Regions from separate parts of the Mus musculus genome. Here regions 1, 2, 3, 4, 5 and 7 are each linked to region 6. A link is a contact called in public HiCAR-type and promoter capture Hi-C data. All regions are on one chromosome and are shown on one strand. The core of a region is the stretch at or near the end of the contact, and the rest is flanking DNA. Distances in the headings are between cores, read along the strand shown.

The links. Promoter capture Hi-C pulls out the DNA fragments that hold promoters and counts their contacts. HiCAR-type assays count read pairs that join an accessible place to other places.
Region 1: a promoter capture Hi-C map of pre-B cells shows a contact between it and region 6, with 3 times the contacts expected there. The contact joins the promoter of Cfdp1 here to the promoter of Wwox in region 6. A contact is called at or near these places in 3 of 39 promoter capture datasets (3T3-L1-derived adipocytes, liver and pre-B cells), 1 of 484 Hi-C or Micro-C datasets (CD4 T cells) and 1 of 115 datasets of contacts at active chromatin or transcription factors (astrocytes).
Region 2: a promoter capture Hi-C map of pre-B cells shows a contact between it and region 6, with 8 times the contacts expected there. The contact joins the promoter of Zfp1 here to the promoter of Wwox in region 6. A contact is called at or near these places in 1 of 39 promoter capture datasets (pre-B cells) and 1 of 115 datasets of contacts at active chromatin or transcription factors (astrocytes).
Region 3: a contact with region 6 is called in a HiCAR-type map of astrocytes, with 8 times the contacts expected there. The contact joins the promoter of Znrf1 here to the promoter of Wwox in region 6. A contact is called at or near these places in 1 of 39 promoter capture datasets (pre-B cells) and 1 of 115 datasets of contacts at active chromatin or transcription factors (astrocytes).
Region 4: a promoter capture Hi-C map of hippocampal neurons shows a contact between it and region 6, with 3 times the contacts expected there. The contact joins the promoter of Bco1 here to the promoter of Wwox in region 6. A contact is called at or near these places in 4 of 39 promoter capture datasets (the 3T3-L1 cell line, hippocampal neurons, liver and 1 more) and 1 of 115 datasets of contacts at active chromatin or transcription factors (astrocytes).
Region 5: a promoter capture Hi-C map of pre-B cells shows a contact between it and region 6, with 4 times the contacts expected there. The contact joins the promoter of Gan here to the promoter of Wwox in region 6. A contact is called at or near these places in 5 of 39 promoter capture datasets (the C10 cell line, cranial neural crest, liver and 1 more), 4 of 484 Hi-C or Micro-C datasets (CD4 T cells, pre-B cells, regulatory T cells and 1 more), 1 of 115 datasets of contacts at active chromatin or transcription factors (astrocytes) and 1 of 9 other capture datasets (liver).
Region 7: a promoter capture Hi-C map of pre-B cells shows a contact between it and region 6, with 4 times the contacts expected there. The contact joins the promoter of Tmem170 here to the promoter of Wwox in region 6. A contact is called at or near these places in 4 of 39 promoter capture datasets (the C10 cell line, embryonic stem cells, liver and 1 more) and 1 of 115 datasets of contacts at active chromatin or transcription factors (astrocytes).

The regions. Positions count from the first base shown.
Region 1 is chr8:111,852,978-111,855,677 of GRCm38.p6, forward strand. Cfdp1 (craniofacial development protein 1) reads right to left here and starts at 1,360. Exons shown (of 7, transcript NM_011801.2): 1 at 1,167-1,360. The coding sequence starts at 1,230.
Region 2 is chr8:111,642,000-111,644,699 of GRCm38.p6, forward strand. Zfp1 (zinc finger protein 1) reads left to right here and starts at 1,444. Exons shown (of 4, transcript NM_001037665.2): 1 at 1,444-1,613.
Region 3 is chr8:111,535,232-111,537,931 of GRCm38.p6, forward strand. It overlaps Znrf1 (zinc and ring finger 1), which reads left to right and starts at 1,409. Exons shown (of 4, transcript NM_133206.4): 1 at 1,409-2,333. The coding sequence starts at 1,910.
Region 4 is chr8:117,094,477-117,097,176 of GRCm38.p6, forward strand. Bco1 (beta-carotene oxygenase 1) reads left to right here and starts at 1,389. Exons shown (of 11, transcript NM_021486.3): 1 at 1,389-1,618. The coding sequence starts at 1,555.
Region 5 is chr8:117,156,719-117,159,418 of GRCm38.p6, forward strand. Gan (giant axonal neuropathy) reads left to right here and starts at 1,263. Exons shown (of 11, transcript NM_001081151.2): 1 at 1,263-1,583. The coding sequence starts at 1,417.
Region 6 is chr8:114,438,264-114,440,963 of GRCm38.p6, forward strand. Wwox (WW domain-containing oxidoreductase) reads left to right here and starts at 1,389. Exons shown (of 9, transcript NM_019573.3): 1 at 1,389-1,615. The coding sequence starts at 1,509.
Region 7 is chr8:111,875,375-111,878,074 of GRCm38.p6, forward strand. Tmem170 (transmembrane protein 170) reads right to left here and starts at 1,301. Exons shown (of 3, transcript NM_025781.2): 1 at 1,129-1,301. The coding sequence starts at 1,261.

The DNA.
Region 1 (2,700 bases), core at 110-2,609, 2.6 Mb before region 6:
CTAGCCCCGATTCAAGGGTCCACAATCGTCTATAATTCGACTTCCAGGGGATATTAATACCTATTCTAGGCTCTGAAGACACTAAATATACATGTAGATACATACAAATAGATGTGCATGTAGGCAAAACACTCACACACATAAATGTTTAAAAGATTTGTCTGGACCTCGCATAAGCTGGATTCTTAGTGTGCTCCTCTACCGCACCCCAAGAAAAAAAAGATAGCTAGGCCATTAAGAGTGTGCGCTTCAGCCGGGCGTGGTGGCGCATGCCTTTAATCCCAGCACTTGGGAGGCAGAGGCAGGTGGATTCGAGGCCAGCCTGGTCTACAAAGTGAGTTCCAGGACAGCCAGGGCTATAGAGAAACCCTGTCTCAAAAAAAAAAAAAAAAAAAAAAAAAAAAAAAAAAGAGTGTGCGCTTCATTCCAAAGGATCTGACTTTGGTTCCAGAGTCGGGCGGCTCACAACTGAGTGTAACTCCTTCACCTGGGGACCCGATACCCCCTTCTGTCCTCTTTGGCCACCTGAATGCACCGCCATACATACACAAAAATAATAAGGGGCTGGCGAGACGACTCAGCTCTACAACCACCTGTAACTCCAGTCCCAGAAGCCCTAGGCACACACATGATGTACAGAGACAGACAGACATTCAGGAAAAAACACTGATATACGTGCCATAAAATCTCTAAAAATAAAACTTTTGAAAAAGTTCTTAAAAGAGGACGATGGGTAGCTCCTGCAAAGAGGGAAAACACATTATCACATCAACTTTCTAACAAGCCGATCCCTTCCGAACCCAGAGGCGGACAATTGAGTTTCGGACGTGAAGGAAGCTGGCAATTCCCTAAAAACAATCTCCAATGTCCGGGTCGGCTTCCAGAACCAGCCGGTAGGTAGGTAGTACGCTCAGCCTGCGGGCTTCACGCGCCTGTTCCCGCGCTCCGAGGGGGCGGCGGCCCAGGACAGCAGCTATGCAGAACCGACACATGCGTGTTCCAGGCCGCCTGAGGGCCGGGGTCCTGATAACCCGAACTCCGGAGCCCACGGGCCGTGGGGACCTCGCGATCACGAGGCCCACGCCCTGGGGACCGTCCGGGAGAGTCTCGAGTGAGGTGTGAAGCGTGGAAACCACCCTCCTTTCGCCTCAGGCCGAATCGCTCACCGGACGGCAAGTAGTCCTCATCCTCGTCCGATGTGGAGAAGTCTTCGGAGTCGAATTCCTCCATGCTGCTGTCACTTGGGGCCTGCTACCCACACGACTGCGGCCACTGCCCCAAAATAGCGAAGCTAGATATAGGGCGAGACCATAGGGGTACAGGACCAGCAGCTAGGGCCGCCCTAGAGGCGAGCGCACATGCGCAGGCAGTGCCACGTGGTCAGAGACGACACTTCCGGCTGCTGCGATTGGTCAGTCTACACTCACCGGGCCCTTGTGGGATTCCGGACCCCCACCTCTCAGAAGCGATGCATGCTGGGGCTTGTAGTTTTCAACGGTACCGTGCGTCCTTAATGGAGAATGGCTTATCTGCGGAAATAGTACTTTCTCTTTATACTTGTCTTTTTATTTTGAAATTTGCTCACAAGCTAATATTTTTTCTAACTCTAAAATCAGAGATTAAAATGTCGCTCCCGGATATGCTCAGCGAGTAAAAACTGAAAGCTGAATAGATAGATGCTAAAGTTCCCATCAACTTTTGAGCAAGGCTGAGGCTCTGCCTTTTTGATTCAATTCTCTCGCTAGAATCGAATTCTTTAATGCAGTTTTTGTGCCTTTTCCCTGCATTTTTGTTTTTGTTTGTTTTTTTTTTTTTTCTGCCTAAAATTGCTCCCAAGAACACTACCGAAACTCTGTCTAATATTCTAAGCGCAAGAAGACTGCGACGCTCTTTCCTGAGAAACTCGGCCTGTTAAGTAAGCTACATTCAGGCCTGAGTTACAAGTACTGTTGGCAGTAAGTTCAGCATTAATGAATCAACAATCCGATAATCACTAAAAGACAAAAGGAAATCCGCTTATCTGTGAGGGAAGCCACTACACAAAGTGCTAGATTGACACTTTTGAAACAACGGGAAAGATGGATGGAAAAGCAGTTAAATTTGTGAGTATGTGAGGATTGGCGAGACGGCCCAAAGGTTAACAGTACTTGTTGCTTCTGCAGCAAAACTAGGTTTGGTTCCTAGCATCCCCAACATGGCGGTTCACTACCGCCCTGGTTCTGACCTCAATAGGCACCAGGCATGTATGTAGTACAGTGCAGCAAGCACCTTCACCCACTGAGCCATGCCCCTAGTCCCTCAGAAATCACCTTCTGCCGGGCGTGGTGGCGCACGCCTTTATATATATATATATATACACACATTTTTTTAAAACTGTGATGAGAATATAATGCATACTGTACTGAGAATAATCGAACTCTCGGAGCACATGAAGGAGGAAGATGAGGAAATCTTAGCAGAGAAATCCGTAGGAACAACCAATAGGAAATTTTAGCAGAGACATCGGGAGGACCAACCAATGCTCTGGATGAGTGGGTAAAACCTGGTGGGAGTTGACCAATGGGATGGCAATGGGAATCAGCCTAAGAGTTCACAGCCGTCAAAATATCAGTGTGGAATACATCTAAAGGGGGCTGGGGAAGGTGACGTAGAAGAATGTGACCCAATGCTTAATTGTGCCCTCAAATTTAAGCATGTCAC
Region 2 (2,700 bases), core at 194-2,693, 2.8 Mb before region 6:
GAGATTAGAGATTACTCCCCCTCTATGTGAGGGGCAGTCTCCCATAGCCCAGATCAGCCTTCACCTACTCCTGCTGCTCTACTTCTGAGCACTGGGATCAATTCTATCCCCGTTCCTTTCCTTCCTGACCCCCCCATGCCTCAGAAATAGTTTTGTGTATATTTTATGCAAAGTTAAAATTATCATCAACAACAAATTTTTACGATTTTATGTGCATGAGTGTTTTGACTATTATATGTATGGATGTGCACCATATGCATGCAGCTATGCAGTGTTCATAATCACGGTCAAAACAGAAATAAAATCATACTGAGCATGGTACCGTTCGCCTGTTAGGAGACATTTCATGAGTCTAACCATCTCAGAAACAAGTTCCATCTTGCTGGCAGGGCCAAAACTGAGTTCATGTTCCCAGATCCCAGAATCAACTCCTATCCTGCTTCTTCAGGTGTTTCATGTCTGTGTGTTAACCAGTAATGGATATAAAAAGGGGGTTTTGCCATTATCCCATTATCTAACTAAGGCATGCAAATAGTAAGTGTATTTATTTCCTGTCGTGATTTAACGGACTACGTGCAGTTCCCTTATCATTCTAAATGCCAGGTCAGAGTCCAGGAGGGGACTTGACTGCAAAAGCTGACTCAGGACATTGAAACCAGGATAAGGCACAACCACCAATGTTAAACTTCCTTAACTCCTTGTGTCAAAATATGATTAGTCACTGCAACAGCCCCTCCCCGCCCCCCTTTGTGTTCCCATCCTGCAGTGCAGTCTCCCTTGGGGGACGAGGTTCAGATCCAGAACTGGCTGCCCCATACAGAAAATGAAGCTTTCATTTTGAAGCTTTTGTATCTGAAGTGAGTTTACTTAGCTTCCTCCCCTCTCCAGAACCCAGTAAGCAGGGAGCTGAAACAGGAAGATCATTAGTTTGAAGCCAGCCTAGGCTTGACAAGACCCTGTCTCAAACCAACAAACATGGGGTTATTTGTGCCAGTGCTTCCAAAAGTAACTGTAGAGCCGAGAGGTTAAGGAAAATGGTGGTAGTGGTAATGTGTGTGTCTGGGTGGGTGTAACACGGGGATCTCACTTTGTAGCCTTGACTGGACTGAGACTTTCTAAGTCTTCCAACTCCCAGGGATCTCTGCTTGCTTCTACTTCTCACTAGCTTGAATTAAAGGCGTGCACTACCACACCCAGAAAGGTGTGTGCTTCCAGTGCGGTTGAGATTTGCTTTAACGCACATATTTTGTTGTTGAAAGTTTTAATCAGTTACTCCAAATCCGGGTTTTTAACAGCACAGGAAGATGAAAGGGACCGTAACACAAACCAGACTGTTAACTTGGAAAAAACGGTCCCTACCCAACTAATAATGCGTACGTTTCCCAGAGTTCCTAGCAGCGCGGCTCAGAGGCATTATGGGAATTGTAGTCCTACACCTCAGCGTCACAGCTCCGAGGACTCTGGGAACGGCCGCTCGCTCCACAAGGTGCACGCTTGCGCAAAAGCGCTAGCGCTCGCCCTTCCCCCACCTGCAGTCGCGAGTGGGTGACAAGAGCCCCCTTCTCCGCGAGCCTCGTGACCCGGAACCGCGAGTGGAGGCTAGACCCCTCCAGGTATGTCTGCAAGGCCGGGATGCGCGGGCCCGGGAGGAAGGTCGCGTCTGCGCCGGAGTGGGAGTCTCAACTTCGACGCCTTGCGGGCCGCGGCGACCCCTGGGCGTAGGGTCGGGCCTCGAGCTCTTCTGAGAGTCGGTCCCTATGGGCTGTTCGCGGTCGGCGTGTGTGGGGTCGGAGGAGGACGGGCAGCTCCCGGGCTCAGCCTCCCTTTGGGGGGAGACGCGCCACTGCTGGCCGTCGCGGGGCTCAGGCCGCGCGGGGGCGAGTCTGGAAGCCTGGCGGGCGGGCGCGCGCTTGACCCTCCACGAGGGTGTGGGGGCGGGGCTCACGGTGCTAGCCACGCCCCCACGGTGGCTTTGCGGGCTCCTGGAACCTCCTTGTTCCTGGTGTCTGGTGTTTCCAGTTATATTGTCACGGAATTATCACGTCTATCCCGTTACTTCCGGTTTGAGCGTCAGTATAACAGATTTTTCTTTTTCTTTTTTTTTTTCCTAACATTGGCTTTTCTTTTTTTCTAATATTGACTTTTCTGTTTAGCTTGGGTAAAAGTTTTCATATAAGTATGTTGCCGAGGTCCAGCCTCAGCTTGAGGTGAGGATGGTCCTGAGAAAGGGGTGAGTGGGAGTGGTGCTGACTGAATAATATATGAGTCAGTAGTGGATACAAGCTGTCAGTTCATGTGTTCTCTTGTCAGAAACTGAACCCAGTCTTTTATTTACTAAAGATTTATTCATTAAATCTTTTTACCGCTGTTAATCATTTTCTAAAAAAAAAAATCCATGGTTACATAAATTCCAGTAATCCCGAACCTCCAACCCCCGTTTCTTTGAAATGAAAGCTAAGCAAAAGTACATTTCCTTATCTCTTAAACACAGTGTTCTCTTCACGGGCAGCAGGGCACAGTTCTTGTGGTTTCTTATTGTTTGAACACAGTCTGTTCTTCACGGCAGCTGGGCATAGCTTTTGCGGTTTCCTGGCACAGCAGACAGTCATTAAAGTGGCTATAAGAACAGAAAAGTGACAGACTACTGAGGTTAAAATGATTTCTTGCCGGGCATGGTGGCGCACGCCTTTAATCCCAGCA
Region 3 (2,700 bases), core at 159-2,658, 2.9 Mb before region 6:
TGTATAGCCTTGGCTGTCCTGGAACTCACTCTGTAGACCAGGCTGGCCTCGAACTCAGAAATCCTCCTGTCTCTGCCTCCCAAGTGCTGGGATTAAAGGCATAGGCCACCACTGCCCAGCTTGTTCGAAGCTTTTAGCTCACCCCCAGCACTCTGTGCTTGCAAACAACCATCTTTCTGTGGCCTTCCAGGCTAGTCACACTGGAAGAGACAAGTCTATTAGCCCCTTTAAATCTCCCTCCAATTCCATTTTCGGAAGCACGGAGCCCACTTGACAGAGTGACAAGAGAAGGTCAGGTTAGTGACTGGGTGATGCTTACGGTGCTCAGAGCTGAGCACTTGAAAAATTATTTGCTCAAAGAATAAGCAAAGTGAAAATATGAGAAAGACTGGGACTGACCTGGCAAGGTGAGTCTCTGTTGCAAAATGCAATTTGGTCAACAAATATTTATTGAGTACTGTGCCCTTGCCTTGTGGCTCTATGTCAAAATATGGCTCTATGTCAAAATACATGATAAACAAAACAGCAATCGGCCTTGGGCAAGGAGTTTCTAAAACAGCTTTCCCGCTGCATGGTTCTTACTTTTTTTTTTTTTTTAATCCACCTATTGATTTTGAGGATTATATTCTAGCCTAAGGAATCGATTCAGACCCAAATAGTTGGTTCTGATCTAACGACAGCAAAGTCTAGGCGCCACTGGGGCACTGTTGTATCTCCTAACAGCTAATCCCAAATGTGTTTGGGTCCAAGCTGATTCCCTCCTCCCCCCCCCCCCCCGCCCCCCATGCTAAACTTCCTAAGGTTGGCTGGGGTCCTTGGATGGAGAACCTCCAAACGAATGGACAGCATATCCACCAGAGGGTGCTGTGAGGGCAGGTCTGTGGCGGGAGGGGAGCTCCCCCAGTGACCCTTCAAACCCAGGTAGGCTTTATTAGTTGGTTTTTCTTTCTTCTCGGTGTTTCCTTCCTACCCGCTAAAACCGTCGTTACCCCTCCCCCCACTCAGGGTCTCGTTTTGAAGACATTGATTCGACTTTCGCCGCGACTCCAGCAGAGCTGTGATCCAGAGGAAGTCTGACCTCTGTCGCAGACGCCCGGCGGCTGGAGACGTCCTGTCCCTGGACCGCCCGGGGCGCAGGCGGTAGGTGGGTGGGGACCTCCAAGGCCGCAGCTCGCTGCTGCGCCGCAGGGGCCGCGAAGGGGTTAACCCGGCGGGGGGGGGGGTGCGGGAGGAGGGAGGGGGCGCGGGCCGCGCGTGCGCTCTGCCGCCCTCCATTGTCTCCACGGCGGCGAGGAGCGCCGGCGAGCGCAGCCCGGGACGGAGCGGGGCGGTGCGGCTGGCTGGCGGGGCCGGCGGCGGCTGGAGCCGGAGCGCGACGCCACGCGACCGCGGCTTCCAGAGCTCCGCCTGGCTGCCCCACCGCCGCGAGCCCTCCCGAAGCCTGGAGGAGTGAGGGCCGCCGGCGCGGGCTGAGGAGTCCTGAGACGGGGGACGCGAACGGCGCGGCGCCCGGAGCCTCCGCCGCTTCCTGCTGCGGGCGAGCGGCCTCCTCCGGCTCCTCCCTCCCTTCGCTGCGGCTCCTTAGGCTCCGGAGCCCGGGGGCGGCCTGTGGCGCGAGGCGCCGGCTCTGGACCGCGCTTCTTCGGACCTTAAGGGGAACATGCATTCGGCTTGGACAGTTTGAAATTCTTAGTTTGGGGTCCCCGCTCGCTTGCTTTTTCCACCCCGCGGATTTTTTTTGAGGATTCCCCCCCTCACCTTTTTTCATTTTTCTCCCCTCGGGGCTCTTTTGTGACTCTCCCCAACCCCAACCCTCCGCCTTTATGTTCGCCCAGACCTCCACCCGCTTCTGAGTAGTGGGGGAGGGTTTCAGCCTCCACGTTCCCGCCCCACCGGGGCCCCGGCGAACATGGGGGGCAAGCAGAGCACGGCGGCCCGCTCTCGGGGCCCCTTCCCGGGGGTCTCTACGGATGACAGCGCCGTGCCGCCGCCGGGAGGGGCGCCCCACTTTGGGCACTACCGGACGGGCGGCGGGGCGATGGGGCTGCGCAGCCGCTCGGTCAGCTCGGTGGCGGGCATGGGCATGGACCCCAGCACGGCCGGAGGGGTGCCCTTTAGTCTCTACACCCCCGCCTCCCGCGGGACCGGCGACTCCGAGAGGGCGCCGGGCGGCGGAGGGTCCACGTCGGACTCCACCTATGCCCACGGCAATGGTTACCAAGAGACCGGCGGCGGTCACCATAGAGACGGGATGCTGTACCTGGGCTCCCGAGCCTCGCTGGCGGATGCTCTACCTCTGCACATCGCACCCAGGTGGTTCAGCTCGCACAGTGGTGAGTCCGCGGGTGACGGAGGCCTTGAAGGGTGGAGTGCAAGGGAGGGCGCGCCGGGGCGCCCGAAACCTCTTAATGTGCTAAGGTATGGGTATGAAGCTAACTCCTGCCCTTCCCCTGGTTCCTTCCATGTCAGAGGATGAATAGGATCAAATAAGATAACTACTGCCTAGGGGGAAAGCTGCCTACTAGGCGTGTGGAGCCGGGTACCTTAGGACTGCAGGCATGTGTTCACTTGTGGATGGCTGAGTGAAACCTGCCTATTGAGGTCGCATTTATTAGCGTCATGATCCTCAAAGGTCTTCTTGTCTGAGACTCTTCATTTCTGCCGCTGCAGCATGGTACCTACCTTTCTGGTTAAGGAGGT
Region 4 (2,700 bases), core at 139-2,638, 2.7 Mb after region 6:
TCTCTCTCTCTCTCTCTCTCGTGTGTGTGTGTGTGTGTGTGTGTGTGTGTGTGTGTGTGTGTGTGTGTGTGTGTGTGAGCTTGTCTATAGGCCAGAGGACAACTTTGGCAGTTGCCTTTTCTGGTACCATCCATCTTATCTATTTATTTTTGAACTCACCAAGGGGCTAAGCTGGTTGGCCATCAGCTAAGGAGCTGCCTGCCTCAACCTCCTGAGTACTGGGATTGTATACATGCAGCAGGCAGCAGGCAGCAGGCAGCAGGCAGCAGGCAGCAGGCAGCAGGCAGCAGGCAGCAGACAGCAGACAGCAGACAGCAGACAGCAGGCAGTACCAGCACCAGGCTTGGCTTGGCTCCCCCACCCTTTTTTTTAACCCTGAGTCCTGAGAGTTGATCTCAGGGTCTTTCTTTGGCAAGTAGAATACTCTACTGACTGATCCCTGTCTCCAATCCCAAAGCATCTTTAGTTTTATAATTTCTTTAATTACATAAGACAGGGAGATCATACATATTCACGAGGTGTCCTGTGGTGTTTTGATTCCTGTATATGTGGTGGAGTGTGGAAGCCTTCTGCTGCTCTCCTGGCTGAGGGCGTCACTTCGAGCAGCAGGAACCGAGAATCCCCCAATTCCCACCCTATGCTCTCAAAAATGCAGTGTGGATTTTAGTCTTTGGGTCCTCCCTCTTATCAGTCTGAGTTGAACTGAAGGGTTCCCGATGGACTGGCTATGCAGAAGGCCTCAGGGATCCTCCTGTCTCTGCCTCCCAGCTCTGGAATTCATTCGGGTGCTCTGGGCAGAATTCAAAGCCTCGCTTGTGCACAGGCCCTGACGTTGTTTTGTGTTTTAATTGTTCTTTGGTTCCCGAAAAAGCCAAGTCTTTGTCTTCCCCATCTTTGCTTTTTAAATGGGCACATGACACATCTTTGAGCCCTCCTTCCAAAAAGAAAACCAATCAAGTGTCCGTTGATAGGATTTTTTTTAAGAGTGGGAACGAACCAAGCCCCAGGTTAAAATCAAAGCCTTCTCTCTCTGTTTGCAGAAGGCAAAGATGTCACCAGCCCACAACTTGCAATAGTGCGGTCAATGTCTTTGATGGTCCCCTCGCTTGAAGAGCCTTTGCTGATCCCAAATGCTGTTCTCTCTGCTCTAACCATAAATGCATCCAGTTCTCAGGATGGGCTAGCTCGGGCAAACTCAGCAGAACGCGCCAAATCATCTCTTCCGACTCAGAGCGGAGCCTTCCTTGGCTAAGCTAAAAGTGAAATCAGAGCGGAGGAGTTGGAAAAACACTAATGGGATTAAAGATTAGCAGTAACACATGGCTTGGGAACTGACCTTTGACCTAACACACACACACTGTATAAATTACCCAGCAGCTTCCGGCAGCAGGCAGAAGCACCGGTCAGCTTGGGGAAGGGACACAGAGGAAGAGACGGAGTGTACAGGGACCAAGGATGATGTCAAGGAGCAAAGAGCAGGAAGACAGGAGGCTTTGAGCACACACGGCTTTGTCTATTCCAGTAACAACCCCCTTGCTGCCGCTCACCGGTTCCATGGAGATAATATTTGGCCAGAATAAGAAAGAACAGCTGGAGCCAGTTCAGGCCAAAGTGACAGGTGAGACTTCTGTATTTAGATGGGCATTTTCCTCACCCCCTCCCCCTCCCTTTATCCCTCACCCCCACTCCCACCTCCACCTCCCCTGCCCCATGTTAGAAGTTGCTTTTGGAAGCCTGGAAACCCATATATGGCAACAGGATGAGCCAGTATCCAGAAACAGTCTCTGTAACCAATAGGGTATGTTTCTACACGGTAACTCGGTGTCCACGGGGAGAGCAATCCTTTCTCACTGTCTCCAGAGGAGTGTTGGGAATGCTCCGATAGCCACGGTGCAAGTGGGGGAGACCAGAGGACAACTTGTAGGAGCTGCTTCTCGCCATCATGTCGGTCCCAGGGATGGAACCCAGGTTGTCAGGCTTGGCTGCAAGCCTCTTTCAGGCACTTATGATTACAGTGGGTAGTGGGAACTGAACTCAGGCCCTCAGGAACTGGAAGCAGTGTGTGCTCTTAGGCACTGCACCATCTTTCCAAACCCTCTCTCTTTAAGTTTTCGTAAGACAAGATAGATGTCTCTCAGTCAGGGTTACCATCGCTGTGACAAAACACCCTGAACAAAGCAACTTGGGGGAGGAAAGGGCTTGGCTTCCACTCTCTGCATCCCTGTTCATCATCTAAGAAGTCAGGACAGGAACTCAGGGCAGGAACCTGGAAGCAGGGGCTGATGCAGAGGCCATGGGGGGTGCTTACCAGCTTGCTCCCCGTGGCTCTCTCTTCATAGATAGTTGATGGAGAGCGCTCCTGAAAGTGATCCTTCAAACTCAAACACGCTAAGGCTCAGGTGCCACCCTCAAGTCCACATTCACCTCATTACTTGAAGCAAGACCTCTCACCAACCTGGAACTTACCAGTTAGACTGACTAACAAGTCCCAGGAATCCTCCTGCCTCTGCCTCCCCAGCACTGGGATAACAAGCCCATGTTATCTCTCATGGCTGACCTTTTGTCACATGGGTTTGGAAGGCCAGCTCAGGACCTCCTGCTTGTGTGGTAAGCACTTTATCCACCGAACCATCTCCCCAGCCTCTAGAATATTCTCTCATGTGGTGAAGCAAACGTTCTCCCTCAAGACTCTGCCTGTCA
Region 5 (2,700 bases), core at 13-2,512, 2.7 Mb after region 6:
AACTCTCTCGGTGGGCCAGGAACTCACAGAGACCTGCCTGCCTCTGCCTCCCCGGTGCTGGGATTAAAGGCTTGCGTCACCACCTCCTGGTTTAGAGTCTAGATACTTTTATCACTGCAGGTATAGATACTGTGTTTGAAATGGAAACTGGAAATGTATCGATCTTCTACTAGTAACTTCCTTGACTTTACTCCCCTAGTCTCCTATCTTGAGTATAGTTTATACTCTGATTCCTATCAGTGACGCCAAAGCCTTGCTGCTTCCAGGGTGAAAACCAAGACTTTCCTTGGGGCCTTTGGACTACGGGAGGCTGTGCTGACGCACTGAAAACCACATCCTGCCTTACTTTGAATGCTGCCCCAATGTTCTGATCCTTGGTCCTCATAAGACTTAATTCTCTGTAGCCTCGAGCACCTAATGTTTGCACAAAATGGTAGCTACTTCCTCCACTCCCAAGCACCTTCAGCAACTTCCAGGGACACAGACGAGGCTCGCCCTGCAGAGTGAGCACACCCAGGGGTGCTTAGTACCACAGCCTTGATCTGTCTCTGTGGGAAGTCTAGCCCCCACCATCCGAACATCTGGCCTTCATACCCCCTAGTCTTTCAGACTTTATCTTTCCTAAAAGGTAGGGATGGCAATCATGCAATTAACTGGACCCCCTCTCCTTCCCAATTGTACTCTTGTGCGGGGGCGGAAGGGAGGGCATATACCACAGAGTCCTTTTATCCAGCCCACTATCTAATCTTGGCATCGATCTGCTTTAAAGACCCCGATCTTAGAAACCTTCGGAACACCTTACCCCTACCGCGGTATTTAAAACCCTTCCATTGCTCCCGGTCCCCAATTGCAAGAGGAAAACACCTTCCTTGCCACAGCCTTGCAAAACTGCTTGTTTCTCTCGCTTCACTCGCGACGTCTTCAGCGAAGGCTTCTGGCGGACTCCGCGTTCTGCCCGGAACTAATGGACGTGAACGTAGCGAGGCGTAACTCCCGCGAAAGGAATAATAAGTCCTCGGCTTCACTCTGCGTCTCACTCCCTTCCACACTGAGAGCACTCGGTTCGCCGAGACTGGGAATTGGATACCGCGGAACCGCTAAACCCTTCCGCCCGCACCAAGCACAGCCCGTGGGCGCGCCCGGCGCTCGCAGCCCAGCCCTTCTGATTGGCTGCTGCGAGGTAGGGCGGGGCGCGGGGGCGTCGCGGAAAGATGACGCAACGGCACAGCTCCTTAAAGGCGCCGTCCGCACGCGCTGCCGATGGCGCAGGCGCGTTGTTGAACTTCCAGCTCTGACTCCAGAGCTTCACTCAGTCCGGGCGGGCGGGCGAGCGGACGCGAGGAGTGGCCGGCGGGGACGTGCGCGGGACTCGGGCGGGCGGGTCGGGCAGGTGGCGGCGGAGGAGCGGGAGGCGCGATGGCCGAGGGCAGCGCTGTGTCCGACCCTCAGCACGCCGCGCGCCTGCTGCGGGCGCTCAGCTCGTTCCGGGAGGAGGCGCGTTTCTGCGACGCGCATCTGGTCCTCGACGGCGAGGAGATCCCGGTGCAGAAGAACATCCTGGCGGCGGCCAGCCCGTACATCAGGTGAGCGGGCGCCGCCGCCCATCGCCTCCGCATCCCTCCCTCTCTCTCTGGCCTGGCCGCCTGCGGCTCCAGTGGCTCTGCCGCCGCGCCCCTCGGGCGCCCATGGGCCTCTCCACCGAGATCGCCCCGATCCCGGAGTCCCTGGAGGTCCGCAAAAGCCCCAAACACGGTGTACAGGCCGTCCTGGACCCGCACCCGCGAGCAGGGCGGGGCTGCTCCGGGAAGAGCCGCCCCTTCGCCCCGACAGGCCCCGCCCGGCCCGCGGAGCCCCGCAGAAGTTTTACCTCCGAGTCACCGCACAGTGGGCCGGCCAGGTTTTGCGCGGGGAAGCCAAAACAAACACCCGCGGCTTAGGCAGAAGGAGAACCCTGTAAGAGGTCGGTGGGAAGCCCCCACCCCCAAAGCCCAACTGTCACTTTGCCACTCCCTTGTTACAAACAGGCAAAACTGTTGCGAATTTGAGAAGACCCGGGGTCGTTCTTTGGCTACAGTTACCACCGAGGACCCAGCGATTGTAACCACCAAGAGGGCACTGTAAAACTTAAGCGACGCAAACCTTAGCCCAGTTTACTAGGTTAATGAAAAGGTTGAGACCAAGCTTATAGCATCGGATCAGAATTTGTGAGATGGGCTCCTGTCTTTTCTTTAGCAACTTTCCTTCAGGCAAACTGGTTTGCTCTTTTAATATGGGGGGTGGGGGGGGGCACTAAAAGGTAGAGAAAGTGCCCAGTAAGCTGGTTAAATATAGACGAATGATAGCAATGTCACTAGAATTGACAGATCAGAAAATGGAAAATTATGTGTATGCCGTTTCTTAGGGCTCTGTCCCAGCAGAACTCGGACACATATGCTGTTCTTGAATCTTTGCTTTTGGAGACCTTCGAACTCCAGAAGCAATCCAAGTGCCCTTGAAACTTCTGGCTTTTAGCCTAGCCTGGCCTTACAACATTGGGCTCTTTGTGGACTTAGGGGTCAGGTGTCTGTGAACAAGAAATTTAGATCACCAATATGACAGCTCAGGGCTGGCAGTTCAGAGGTTAAGGCAGTCAATCAAACTGAATTTCCAGGCCAGACCTTTCCCGTAACAGAGTAATCCTAGTTTGGGAAATGCTTAGGA
Region 6 (2,700 bases), core at 139-2,638:
TGTTGTTGCAAATTTCTACTAGAGAAGAAAGTAAACAATCGATTAAAAACAAACAAACAAACAAACAAACAAACAAAAAACAGGTTCAAAGGTTCCTTGCTGGGAACCAAGGCTTTGAACTGCAGGCTGATAGCGCCACCTGGCGTGCAGCTTCGGAAGCACAAGCTTGGATAGTTAAAAAATCCTCATTTCATAACTACTGTGGCGCAGATGTTTTTACAGAAACAAGATGGTCATAAAATCTCCTTAGGGTATGACTTTGTGGGTGTTGGCTTTGTCTCACACGTATTCAAGCTCCTGAAAAATCTTCTTTGCCTGGGTTTACATGCAGATAGATCCTTGTTAGATCAAAGTCAAAGCTAAACTTCCAGGAGCCAGAAATGATAAACAAATAGGGGAAGGGACTAAGTGCTGTTGTGAAGGTAGGCTTCACATTGTGGGTCTAGGATATTTATAACCAGGATTTTTTTTTCAGGTGCTTTAAAAGTCTGCTTTGCAAGTTTGTAATCAGGTGCCGCCTATGAACAAGAGAACCAAGTTATGGTTGGAAGACCATTCTCTCTTAATAGAGAATCTGGAGGCATGAGAATTTGCATGTTCTCGATTTTTGGCTCCCTTTATAGCATAGGCTGGCCTCGAACTTGTGAACTTGTGATCGTTTTGACTTACCCTCCCAAATTCTGGAGTCACTTAGTTCTCCAAGTGTAGGTTTTTTTTTTTTAAATGGCATATTTACATAAACAACACAGATTGTGAATGGAAAAATACCTGGATAGTATCAAGTCAGGACATTTACTCTCGCAGGTGTGTCCAACCTGAGGCTCGTGGCAACACGTGGCCCGGGATACTAATAAATGCTGCCCAACACAAAAATCCTAAACTTTAAGCATTGTGAGATTTTTCTTTTCTTTTTCCTATTTGGATATTCGATTGAGGGCTTCTCTAGTGTAAATTTTGGAAATGACCATGTCACAGTATCATGTCGTAGTGTCAAAAGGTTGTACACCTGCAGGGCATGGGACGAAACTGGAGCTCAGAATAATCTCATCAGAACCTTTCCCCCCTCCCCGCCCCCCCTTTATAGTCCAGTTGAGCTTGGACTACATTTCCCAGGATACTTCACTGCTGGGACTCATTCAGGATTGGGTAAAACAATAAGGAAGTGCCTTCGGGTCGCCCAGCAACGTGCAGAGTCCTGCATGATGACTGGGTAAGCACGCCCCTTCCAGGAGGCTGAGGAAGCTTATTCCAGTTTCTGAGCCGTTCCTGCTTTTCCTTCCACCCCCCACGGCCGTTCCATCTCTTCCGCGTTCCCTCCCGTGCTCTTCTCAGGCTCCGCCCCCTTTCCCGCCAGTAGCTGCAAAACCCGGAAACTGGATTACAGCCGCGGACCGGCTGGGCGAGCAGTGCGCAGGCGCGAGCGGTCTGGTCCCCTCCCGGACGCGCGCGGCGCGGTTGAAGCCAGAGTGAGTTGCTGAGGAGAGCAGGCGGCTACTTCTGTCTCCAGCATGGCAGCTCTGCGCTATGCGGGCCTGGACGACACGGACAGTGAGGATGAGCTGCCTCCGGGCTGGGAGGAGAGAACCACCAAGGACGGCTGGGTGTACTACGCCAAGTAAGCGGCCTTGGAGCGGCGTTCCTGGGAGCCGTGTCCTGCGAGGCCTGGACCCTGCGCTGCCCTGCCAGGCGGGCATGCGCATCCGAAATGCCAGCCACCTGTCCCAGGCTGTCCCCCGTTATTAGGGGATCTGGGTCAAGGTCCCGTCACCTGGCCACCCGCCGCACGCCCCCTGCCGCTCACTAGGTGGCACTGCACCGTGCGGTGGTGGCGCCTAGGTCTTACTCCTCTAAAGAGGAAATAGAGAAAACTTCAAAGCCAAGCTCCTGCCATGGGGACCTGATCTGGAGGCCCAGCAATCTGTATTTTTAAGCAGATGTCCTGGATGGCTCGCAGTGGTTTCCCAGGGAAGTCTTGGAAACCTCCACAGAGCCTTTCCCTGTTGCTAACCGTGACCTTGGGCCACTGAAAGCAAGCCCCTGACTTTTCTGTTCTCCTCATCTCTGAAATGAGCAGACACAAGAATGAATCTGTGCTGTGCACAAGGCACTCAGTGGAGAGGCTAGTAGGTTGCCCCGCAGGCGTTTTCTGTTACTTGGACTGTATCTGTGGCAAAATTGCATAGGCGTGATAGGGGATAGTAGCTCCCATAGGGGGAGCTACTGCAGCTGACTCTATGCTTGGGGACCTCTGTTCATTTTTAAGAAATAGATACTTAATGGACAAAATGCTAGGTTTTCATACAGTCTTGATCAGGCTCTGCCAGTCAAAGAATGAAAAAGCGGGAAATTCGCAATGTAGCAGGTAGCAGTGGAGAAGTCTCCAACACCTCCGACAGCAGCAGGCACAGTCAGCAGGCTGAAAGGCACTCTGTAGGGGAGGACTCGTGTTCACAGGGCAGACACACATGGAGAAAACAACTGCAAAGCCAAAGGGAACTCTGGAGCCGAAAAAATTGCAGCCTCTTCTTGAGGGCTTTGGTTTTAAGTCATTGAGGAGTTTTCATTCCCTAATTTAAGAGTTGGTCAGTTTGAAGAAAAGATAAGGGTTGGTCAACCCACATCTGTTGGGTAACGTGTCCTGATGTGGTCTCGAACTTGCTGAGCCAGTCATCAGCAACAGCTGACTAGCAGGAGAAAAAG
Region 7 (2,700 bases), core at 51-2,550, 2.6 Mb before region 6:
CACCAGCCAAATATACAACTGTGGCCCCATAATCTAGCCTACCATCTAGGCCTACCTAACCCCACCTATGATGGTCTCACAAGTGCCTAATGAGCCTCAGCTTTTAAGTAGACATGTGACTTTTACCACCCGAACTAAGCATATGGGTACTTGTTATTCTCTGTTTCGCCTTCTCAGGTTTGGAAATCTCCTTAATAGTTGGGAGAGAAGTAAGAAAATGAGTTAGAACAGACTCACTGAATCCTAGGAAAGAAAGAACCCTTCATCTTTTGGAGAAGGTCGCCAGAATGCTGTGTGTCTGTGTGTTTACTTATTTGTAATCACTTTCAGATTTGTTTGTTTATTTATATATGTATTTATTTGTAATCACTGTCAGGTGGGACACTAGTACTTCTGGAAACAATCTGAACTCCCAGACTCTTTTCTTGTGGGCAGGATCACAAGCTAACATCTTCAGCTGCCACAAAACAAAAAGGCAGCCACCTTGTCAGCTACTACACAGGCAGGTCCCAGGTGTCCACCGAGAGGCGCCTGGCAGTCGCTGCCCAGTAGATGAGACTCACAGGTGTCTGGTCGAAGGTTGCAGTCAGCAATCCCACCCGTCATCCTCTTTTACAACGTCACTGGGTTAGTTTCTCTTTGCGGCAGTGTCCTAATACCCCTACCCCCCCACACCCCACCCCACCCCCGCCTCTGTCGTCTTGCCTTCAAAAACCCAAAGCAATCATGCCCTCCCCTGAGGGCCTTTATTAATAACCTCAGGGGATCATTCTCTTCTCCACAACTTTCTGAATTGTAGCAGTTCTACAATGTAAATGTAACTTTAAAAGCCCTCCTGGCAGAAGGCGGCGAAGCCCGGGTAAGAGCTAAGAGCAATTTAGAAGTTCTGTCTTAAGTTCTTCTAGGTGCGGGTGGGGGAATCCGCAACAGGTCTGAGCAGGCTGGTGGGAAAGTGGGTGTAGGACAGAGTCAGAGGACAGCGTCAGCACACAGGCTCTCAGAGGAAGGATACTAGCAGTCACTAGGACTGGACAGCCGTCGCCCCAAGTGCGATTCCAGGGCTGCCTCGGCCTCGCCCTGGGAGGCAGGCGACAGGTGCGCAGTGCGCAGGCGCGGGGCGGGGCGTACCTGGGAAGGAGCAGAGCGAAGTGGAGTTGGGGCACAGGGTCCCGTTGCCCACCCGCGGCACGAGCTTCAGGCTGAGGATCTGCTGCAGGAGCCCGGCTGAGCCGCCGCCACCGCCGCTCCCCTCGCGCTCCATCCCGCCGCCATCCACCGCCCGCCGCGCCGCGGAGTACCGCACCTCCGCAGCCACGGCGTCACCTTTGGCCGGCCCTCTTCTCCCGCCCACTCCAACGGCGCTGCTAGAGTAATCGTTTCTCCTTCCAATCACAGGGCGCCGCAGATGGAGGGGGCGGGGTAACGGTTGTTCCCGCCCCCTGGCGCTGCGTTCGATTAGAGAAACCCACGGCATGCTGCGCCCCTAGTGGCAAGTTTCTTCTGCTCCATCTGGGTGTGTTGGGCTCTGCCCTCTTTAGTGCCACCTTTAAGTAGGACAAGTCCGGTGAGATTGCTCAGCGGGTAGAGGCGAGGTGTTTGCCTCCAAGCATGAAGGATTTGCCTTCCATCCCTAGGACTCATATGGTGAAAGGTGAGAACCAACTCCCATGGTTGTCTTTTTACCTTCACATACACATAGACTCACATACATTTTAAAATAGTATACAAGGATACATCACCAAAAATAAAAATTAAGTGACCACTAGCCTACTCAAATTTCTCTGTAGGACTGAATATGTATTGACAGAGAACCAGCCTAGCTGCACATCCCTAGATTCCAACCCCAGTTGCTTAGCCTGTCAAAGTCTATAGGTTCGCTGGGCGGTGGTGATACGTGCCTTTAAACTCAGCACTCAAGAGGTAGAGGCAGGCAGCTTTCTGAGTTCGAGGCCAGCCTGCTCTACTGAATAAGCTCCAGGACAGCCAGAGCTACATAGAGAAACTCTGTCAAAACCAAAACCAAAGCAAATACAAGACAAAACAAAAGACTGTAGGTTCAACTTCCGAACAACCAACAAGCAAAAATAAGACTTTTTAAATGGACCAAAACAGAGGCAGGCGGATTTCTGAGTTCGAAGCCAGCCTGGTCTACAAAGTGAGTTCCAGGACAGCCAGGGCTATACAGAGAAACCCTGTCTCGAAAAACCAAAAAGAAAAAAAGGACCAGAAATTCTCTAAGTCACAGAAGTTGAAACTTTTAGGAGCTGTGACCTGAGTTCCATCTCAGGAGCCCACGTGGTAAAAGAGAACCCATAACTGCAAGTTGTCCTTTGACCTGCACAGGTTCCCACACACATATGGCCATGGCTCTCCCTGGTTGTAAACTTGACGACGCCTGGAATGAACTAAAACCGCAATGGCTGGCGAAACCTGTGAGGGATTTAAAGTAGCAATACCTATAATCTGGATCTTTGAGGTGGAAAATCCACCTTTGATCTGAACCACGCCATCTACCGGTTTGAATATGCTTAGCCCATGCGAAGTGTGGCACGTATTAGGAGGTGTGGCCTTGCTAGAGGAAGTGTGCCACTGGGTAGGCAGGCATTGAGGTCTCCTAGTGTTTAAGCTCCACCCCAGTGCGGAGGAGACAGTTTCTCCTGCTGAGATTCTCTCAGCTCCCTCTCCAGCATGCCTGCTGCC